Linked DNA regions of Mus musculus: region 1 is linked to region 2. A link is a contact called in public HiChIP or PLAC-seq data. All regions are on one chromosome and are shown on one strand. The core of a region is the stretch at or near the end of the contact, and the rest is flanking DNA. Distances in the headings are between cores, read along the strand shown.

Region 1 (4,467 bases), core at 863-3,362, 920 kb before region 2:
ATAGAGATCTGCTTGCCTCTGACTCCCTAGTGCTGGGATTAAAGGTGTGCATCACTTTATCTGGCTGATAATCTTATAACTGACGTCATCTCAGTTTACCAGTGCTAGCAGAGCAGCAATGCAGTGAGGGATATCCTGGGCTGGAATTAAAGGAATTTTTAAAAAAATTAAATTAAGCCAGTTGTTAGTGGTAGAAACCTTTGATCCCAGTACTCAGGAGGCAGAGGCAGGTGAATCCCTCTGAGTTTAAGACCAGCCTGGACTACAGAGTGAGTTCCAGGACAGCCAGGGATACACAGAGAAACCCTATCTCGAATCCCCCCCCTCAAATTAAGTAAATGATTAAAAATGAGGCTAACCATAGTGTCAGAGGGCCAGTTTGGTTTAAATAGTAGTGAGTTTCAGGACAGCCAAGGCCACAGAGAAATCCTGCCTCAAAAAATAAAGACAGAAACAAATTCGCAAAGAAAATAACAAAAGCCGGCCAGTGTGTCAGATACTTGTCATCCTAGCCTTTGCACGGAGGTTGGAGGACCAAGGGTCCCAGGCCAGTTGAACCGCATAAGGCTATGCCTTAAAATGGAGGAGAGTCGTTAACAAATCAATAAACTTAATCATAGGCCTTTTATTTGTGGTTCATGAGTCACAACAACACATCCTGGAGTTTGCCTTATAGAAAAGGGGTCTGAAGAAGTAGAAACAAAATGAAAAGCAGATTTGCTTGAGGCAGCAGGGTGGGGGGTGGATGGGTGGGGGGTGGGTGGGGGTGCTGTGGGGGGGGGGGTGTTCAATGCCAACAGCAGAAGAGTGACTAAGACTCTGATATGAGTTCAGTTCCCAGCATCAAATAATCAATCAGCCAATCAAAAGGTGGCACTCTTTAAATCCCAGAACTCTGGAGGTAAAGGTAGGTAGATCTCTGTTAGTTCCAAGCTGGCCAGGGCTGCTGCATCGTGAGACCATCTCAAAAACAAAAACAAAAACAAAAAAACAACAAAAACTCACATAGAAGCCGGGCGTGGTGGCGCATGCCTTTAATCCCAGCACTCGGGAGGCAGAGGCAGGCGGATTTCTGAGTTCAAGGCCAGCCTGGTATACAAAGTGAGTTCCAGGACAGCCAGGGCTATACAGAGAAACCCTTTCTCAAAAAACAAAAAGACAAAACAAACAAACCAACAAACAAAAAACAAAAAAACCTCACAAAGATAGGTTAACTGGGCTTGTACAGGTTAGCCCAAAGGGGATTTCCTATTCATAACAGCTAAACTGGCTTACTTGGAATTACAGCTATTTCTCTTTTTGCCATCATCATCATCGTCACTATCATCAGTGAAGGTTGGTAAACAACCTGGTTTTGGCTCCACTAAGCATGATTGACTTATCTTTGCCTTAGCTATGTGCCCAGTACCAATAGCCTCCCATAAATCTTAACGCTTGAAAGTCAGCTCGCATTCCCTCCGGTGGATAAATTGTCAAAGCCCAGTTGATGATGGGTGACTCTGGTTTTCTTGCGAACTTACTCTGGTTTTGTAATTTTGTTTTTGTTTTCCTTTCTTTCACTTCCTAGACGAAGCCCTTTCAGAGTGGGCAGGGAGACAGACACATGAGGAAATTCACTTCAGCAGGGCATCTGCTAAGCGTGGCAGGATTCCTGCTCCAGACTCTCAAAGCCTCCTATTAATGGAAAGAGCAGGTTAACCTGGTCTGACCGACAGGAAGCCACCGTACAGGAATAGGTGGAGTTCTGACATCCGGTGGGGACAGCTGGGGGGAGCGGATGGGGGAGGGGACACCTAGGTGTGCCAGGGGAGCCGAGGTAAAGCTAAGGTCCAGGGGGCCAGCGTGCTGGGTGGCTATGGGCCACACGAGGGCGCCGCACACTGCCACGTAAGGGCCTGAACTGTCTCTACGGAGCTATGTCGGAGAAAAGGCTTTGATGGGAAAGAGGGTGGGCGGAGACCATCCTGGGTGTCCAGCGACGGGCCCCTCTCTTGTTCCTTGAAGGTCGGCGTGAGGTCTCCCTGGACTTGGAACAGCCGCTGTTCAGGTCCTGAGGAATTAACGCCTCTGTAGATCAGGTCCAGCTGTGTGTAGGAGGGAGGATGTTTGCGGTCACTGGGGTGTGTTGTGTTAGGAATGACCGCAGTACTGGGGTGTGAGGGTGGGTGCGTGGATTTCTCCAGAGGTGTAGGTGGGAGGGAGTAGACAGTTTCTACTCCCAGGGGGCTGGCGCTAGTGTCTTCTAGGAGCAGCACTTAAGGCAAGATGTAGACCCCATTAGAATCAGACGATCTTCCCATCAGAGGAAGTCCCCCATTTGGAAACAGTCAGGATGAATGGTTGCTTTAGCTTGGCCAAGCTGCTGGGGTAAACGCCTCAAGCAGAAGCTGCATCAAAGCCTGGAGCCTGTCCAGCCATGCAGCTCAAGCACCCGGTGTCACCGAGATTTGTCCAGGGGGCACAGTGGAGATCTTGTGACCCAGGAAATAGCACTGGTCTTAGTTTAGATCAGGACATTTCCCCCTGAAAGCTGCGTGGGACAGTGGCTTGGAGCCCAGATTGGGGGGGGGGGGGAGGGATGGGAGGGGCAGCTGGAGGCTTCTGCCCACTCTCACCTTTGTCACCCAATAGCTACTTCACATGAGTCAGCTCTGCAGGCTGTACCCTGGCCTGAAGGCTCAGCCTGGGATTTGAAGGCATTAGAGTTGGTAGAAATTAACCCCCAGGATGTGAGCTTCGGGCTCGTAGGCTGAGGCTCTAGCAAGGGAAGAGGACATCCTGAGGACTGGGTGTAAGCAAGCAGAAACACGGGGAGCCTAGGCAATGCCCAGGAGGACTGCAATGGGCCAGGGAACACCAGGAAGGGTCAGTGTGAACCCAGGACTCTTGAGAACTCCAGTCGCTTCCTCTCTGCGGATCCAGACACCTCTACCATCCAGCCCCGCCCAGGCAGCTGCAATTCCTCAGCCAAATGACCCGAGACAAGAGTAAGAGGAAAACAGCTTTCTGAGCCTGCCTCTAGGGGAAAGAAGGACTATAAGAAGCAGGGATCCAGGACACAAGGTCACCGGGAAGCAGTCATGAATGTCAGGCGTGAAGGGGTGGAGATTTCAGGTCAGGGAGCTAAGGGTACACAGCTCAGTGACAGCATTTGCTTAAGAGGCCCTGGCGACAGGGTTCAGGCCTCACTACTGGAAAAAAGATTTTTCTTAGCTTATGCACAAATGGTCACGTGACATTGATAAGCAAGAGTGACTTAACCCAACACAACTCCAGTTTCACCAGCTGCAAAACTACCCTGAGGTGTTTGCAAATTTAGGAGTAAGGTAGGTAAAGGCATGCCCGTCAGGGCATGGTGATGATGGCTCACACCAGTAATCCCAGCACTTGAGAGGGTAAGGTAGAACCAATGTGGGTTTGAGACCAGCCTAACTACAGAGTTAGTTCCAGGTTTGCCTGGGCTAAGGGGAGACTGTAAACAAATAAAAAACAAAACAAAACAAAACAAAAATTTTATTGTCTTTCAACCCTAGGGGTGTCTGAGCCTTTCTCCTTCCTAACAAGTTGGCCTGGGCTCCAGACAGCAGACCTATAATTTGCCTGCACAAGTGTGATAAGAGGTCAATATTAATCTGGGTGTGGTGGTGCACACCCCAAGTCCCTGCCACTCAGGAGGTAGAAACAAGAGCCCAGAGGTTTGAAGGCCATCCAGGCAACATACTGAGACTCTGAAGAAGAGAGCGGACAGAAAAGAAAACTTTGAGAATAAGTGTAAGCCAGGTGTGGTGTCACATGCCTATACTCTCAACACTCCCAAGACTGAGGCAGGAGGGAATGTCTAATCTAAGAGAAGCCTGGGCTACACAGTTGGATCAAATAAACAAAACCCTCTCAAAAGACAAACAAATACCAGCGGAAGGATTCAGCAGGCAAACTCACTTGGTGCCAAGCCAACCCAGATGTGTAAGGTAGAAGAAAACTAACATAGAGTGTTCTCTGACCTCCACAAGAGCACACACACACTTACACAAACACACACTTAAGTAAATGTAATCAATTTTAAAAGAAATAAAACACTGGCCTAGTGGGAGGCTAGGAAGTTGGAGACTAGAGGAAGTACAAAGGCTGCCTGGATGGCAGAGTTCAGTTCAACCTGAGTAACTTAGCAACACATTATCTACATAAAAACCAAAGGATTAGGCTGGAGAGATGGCTCAGTGGGTAAGACTGCTCTTCCAGAGGTCCTGAATTCAATTCCCAGCAATCACATGGTGGCTCACAACCATCTGTAATGGGATCCGAAGCCCTCTTCTGGTGTGTCTGAAGACAGCAACAGTGTACTCACATACATAAAATAAATAAATCTTTAAAAACAAAAAGGATTTTTTTTGTTGTTGTTTTTGTTTTTGTTTTTTCAAGACAGGGTTTCTCTGTGTAGTTCTGGCTGTCCTGGAACTCACTCTGTAG
Region 2 (4,412 bases), core at 658-3,157:
ACAACATTTCTAATTTTCTTTGCTTGCAAAGGTAAATATGTCTACAGACTTAGAGGGGACAGATATGTTAGCAGAGAAAGCAGATCGGAGAGAGTATATTGATCTTCTAAAGAAAATGCTGACGATTGATGCAGATAAGAGAATCACGCCTCTGAAGACTCTTAACCACCAATTTGTGACGATGAGTCACCTCCTGGACTTTCCTCACAGCAGCCAGTGAGTATGGGGGTCGGGCTGTGCCGCTGTGTCCGCACAGCAGCCAGTGAGTATGGGGTCGGGCTGTGCCGCTGTGTCCACACAGCAGCCAGTGAGTATGGGGTCGGCTGTGCCGCTGTGTCCACACAGCAGCCAGTGAGTATGGGGTCAGGTGTGCCGCTGTGTCCACACAGCAGCCAGTGAGTATGGGGTAGTCGGGTGTGCCGCTGTGTCCACACAGCAGCCAGTGAGTATGGGGTCGGCTGTGCCGCTGTGTCCACACAGCAGCCAGTGAGTATGGGGTAGTCGGGTGTGCCACTGTGTCCACACAGCAGCCAGTGAGTATGGGGTCGGGTTGTGCCGCTGTGTCCACACAGCAGCCAGTGAGTATGGGGTCGGCTGTGCCGCTGTGTCCACACAGCAGCCAGTGAGTATGGGGTAGTCGGGTGTGCCACTGTGTCCACACAGCAGCCAGTGAGTATGGGGTCGGGTTGTGCCGCTGTGTCCACACAGCAGCCAGTGAGTATGGGGTCGGGTGTGCCGCTGTGTCCACACAGCAGCCAGTGAGTATGGGGGTCGGGCTGTGCCGCTGTGCCTCGGTGGAGTTGCCATCTTATTTCCAGGGCGCTGCCAGGTCAGCAGTCATTTTGTTGCTGGTAAATTGACTCACTGGTGCTTTTCTTTCTAAAAGCTGTGGGCTTAGAGAGAGGTGTCGATTTTTCTTCTTGTTAGAACAACCCTTGGTTCTTCTTTCTGAAAATATTTGGAAACAAATACTTTGTTCCATGTCTGTTTTGAATTTTTTGTTTTAACTCCAGCATTCATTTAGTGTATTTCTAATCTTTTTCAGCGTTAAGTCCTGTTTCCAGAACATGGAGATCTGCAAGCGGAGGGTTCACATGTATGACACAGTGAGTCAGATCAAGAGTCCCTTCACTACACATGTCGCTCCAAATACAAGCACAAATCTAACCATGAGCTTCAGCAACCAGCTCAACACAGTGCACAATCAGGTACAGTGAGGGACTGTGGGAACTCGAGCCTAGGTGGGGCAGAGGCAGTAAGAGAGACCAGTCCTATGCTGCTATTTCTGTTGCTTCTTTAGCATTTTCTGTGTGAGGGCCTGGGCAAGATGGCTCATCAGGTAAAAGTCCTTGCCGTGCAAGCCTGGGGGCCTCAGTTTGATCATGAAAAGTCATGGTAGAAAACTTAATTTCCAAAAGTTGTCCTCAGACTGTAGAACACGCATGCCCACACTCACAGGTATCATGCATGTGTGATAATAATGCAGGCCAGTTTCGGGCTCAGTCTTCTCTGTTATGAAGAAAAGAATTGGCAAACATAATAAACGACCAAATAGATGTACCTGCCAGCCATATTCGGACAGTATTTAAATACATGTCCTTATAAGACTTAGTGTACATGGGCTCTGAATATTGAATTACTTGTTGCTGCTAGATTACTAAGCTTGATCAAGTAATTTACTCTTTTGCAATAGGATTTTATATGTACTCATATACATAAAATAAATAAACCTTTTAAAAAAGGTGGCATTATATTTGCTTGCTAATAAGAAAAGTCTCTCTAAAAATGTAAGCTCAGTTTTTTAGTTTGGTGTACTTTTTAAAAACCTGTAAGTGCTTATGAGTTTCAGTGGACTCTCCTATGAAGCATGCTGCTGACATAGCTGAGCTTTGTGTCATCACTTCCCAGACAGCACCAGCGTAACCATGTGTCACTCCTCATGTGCTGACTCACCTTCCCTTCATAGTACCACTCTCTGCTTGCTTATTTCTGGTTCTGGAGATGGAATCTAGGCAAACACTGTATTACCGTATTCCTGAGCTGTGTATCCCTAGCCCTGGAAAACTTAGAGAGTTATTTCAAAGATAACTAGTATTACATTTTAAAGTTTTGTTCTGGGCTGACAAGATGGCCCCATCATGAGGAAGGGTGCTTGCTGCCACGCCTCACACCCTGACTGTTACTCCCAGAACCCATATGGTAAGAAGCGAGCTCTGACCCTCCCTCAAGTCGTCCTTTGACATCATTTGCACATGGTGCAATAAACAAATAAATGCTTTAAAAAGATAAAAGGCTATAAAGCTGGATGTAGTGCTGTACACCTTATTCAGGCAGAGAGAAGTAGACATGTCTCTGAGGTCTCAGCCAGCCTGTCTAACATAATGAATTCTAGGCCTTCTAGAACTACATAGGAAGACCTTGTTTTAAAAAACAAAACAAAGTAAACAAACCTTTTGTTTTTAGTTTTTATTTTTTAAGACTAGGGATATAGCTCAGATGACAGTGCTTGCTAGCATGCATGGCCCAACATTATATCCTCTGCATTGCAAAAGCAAGTATGGTGGTACACCTTAAGTCCCATATCCAGATGATGAGACGGGAGGATCAAAAGTTCAAATGTCACTCTTGGATAGATAAGGAGTTTGGTGCCAGCCTGGACTACATGAGAGTCAGCCTCAAAAGTTTTTCTTTAAAAAAAAAATTTGAGAGCTAGGAGGGCAGGGTGTGTGAGTAATGGCACATGCCTTTAGTCCCAGCACTTGGAAAGGAAAAGACAGGGGGATCTCTGTGAGTTCAAGGCCAGCGTTGTCTACAAAGTGAGTTCTAGATCAGCCTTGGGTGCACAGACAAACCCTGTATGGAAAAACAAAACAATGAAGAAGATGTGCATATTGTGTACGTCCATCTTCTAATACCGTCTCTGTGTGATCTTGCTGTTTCAGGCCAGTGTTCTAGCTTCCAGCTCTACTGCAGCAGCAGCTACCCTTTCTCTGGCTAATTCAGATGTCTCGCTGCTAAACTACCAATCGGCTTTGTACCCATCGTCGGCAGCGCCAGTTCCTGGAGTTGCCCAGCAGGGTGTTTCCTTACAACCTGGAACCACCCAGATCTGCACTCAGACAGATCCATTCCAGCAAACATTTATAGTATGCCCACCTGCTTTTCAGAGTAAGTACAGAAACTCTTCCCTCTGTGGAATTAGACATTGGACTTACCTGCTCTAGAAGATCTAGTTGTTCAGTTCTGATCTTTGACAAGTTTAAACTCTGATGTAGATGACTGAAATTGGGAGCTGCCATATAGATTTTTTTCCCTTTTCATTGATTTTCTTGACCGAGTTGCTGTATAATGTGTTTGTTTCCATTGAAGGAAAATATTTGTATAAGCATATACATGTCAGTTTATAGAATATATACATCTTTAAATTGTTATAATCAGAATTGTTATGTGTTGACTTTAGTGTGACTTTATTATAGGATATAGTTAAGAATATAGAAACTAAAAATGTCAGTCATACATACAGATTATTGTTTTTTGAACTGAAAAATTCTACAAAAGGAAGCCCTTGTAGGGAAGGCACGGAGCCATCTGCTGAAGCCTGTGATTCTTAGTTTTCAAACTCCATCTTCCAATAAGATTAATTTTCATATTTCCATGTTTCCTTATTTTTCATATTGTTTCGTAATCCAGTCTGTTCAGTTCTTTCTTTTCCCCTAGAACTTGGGAAATGTGTGTTGGAAATGTCTTTTGGTAAGCTATTTGGAAGGTTAAATTATTTTGACTCTTTTCTGACAACACACTTAGCTTTCCCTTAGGAAGTCAGTGACAGGGTGGTTGTAGTGGCTCAGACCTGTAATCCCAGCATGAGGACTGTGGAGCTAGTCAGGTGTTAGAGTAAGACACTGCCTCCAAAACCAAGTAAAAGTAAAAACAAGAAATAAGCCAGACACAGATAACAAATACCATGTTTTCTCTTATATGTAATTTTCCTTATACGTAATATGTAGTTTTCTCTTATATTTAGACCCTGGATTTAAATATGCATTCTGTGACAGTGCATGAGTGAGTGAGTGAGTGAGTATGTGTGTGTGTGTGTGAGATAAAATCAGAAGGGGGATTGTGGTAGGGGAAGAAGAGATTTGTTTGTTTGTTTTTTGAGGCAAGGTTTCTCTGTGTAGCCCTGACTGTCCTGGAATTCACTCTAGACCTTAAACTTAGAAATCTGCCTGCCTCTGCCTCTGCCTCCCAAGTGCTGGGATTAAAGGCATGCACCACCACTGCCCAGCGGGGGAAGAGATCTTAAGGAAGGTGGAAATGGGCTAATGGAGAACTTGTAATTGGAAAGCAGAGGAGGGACTCTTAGTCCTTACTGCTGTGAGCAGACACCATGACCAAGGCAGTCCTTGTAAGAT

What was found. HiChIP or PLAC-seq counts read pairs in DNA pulled down with a chosen protein or histone mark.
Region 1: an HNF4G HiChIP or PLAC-seq map of pancreatic cancer cells shows a contact between it and region 2. The contact joins two enhancer-like sites. A contact is called at or near these places in 2 of 39 promoter capture datasets (the C10 cell line and pre-B cells), 4 of 115 datasets of contacts at active chromatin or transcription factors (double positive thymocytes, embryonic stem cells, large pre-B cells and 1 more) and 1 of 9 other capture datasets (embryonic stem cells).

The regions. Positions count from the first base shown.
Region 1 is chr3:104,672,991-104,677,457 of GRCm38.p6, reverse strand. No RefSeq gene overlaps it. Among named protein-coding and RNA genes, the nearest start is that of Gm34548, 5.4 kb to the left of the region's middle. Within about 2 kb of position 2,112, at least 184 of the 459 cell types and tissues checked have an H3K27ac peak or open chromatin away from gene starts, as enhancers often do. A contact at or near this core is called in pancreatic cancer cells, where this site is marked.
Region 2 is chr3:103,757,291-103,761,702 of GRCm38.p6, reverse strand. Hipk1 (homeodomain interacting protein kinase 1) reads left to right here. Exons shown (of 16, transcript NM_010432.2): 6 at 32-216; 7 at 1,046-1,208; 8 at 2,943-3,168. Among named protein-coding and RNA genes, the nearest start is that of Gm15886, 12 kb to the left of the region's middle. Within about 2 kb of position 1,907, at least 54 of the 459 cell types and tissues checked have an H3K27ac peak or open chromatin away from gene starts, as enhancers often do. A contact at or near this core is called in pancreatic cancer cells, where this site is marked.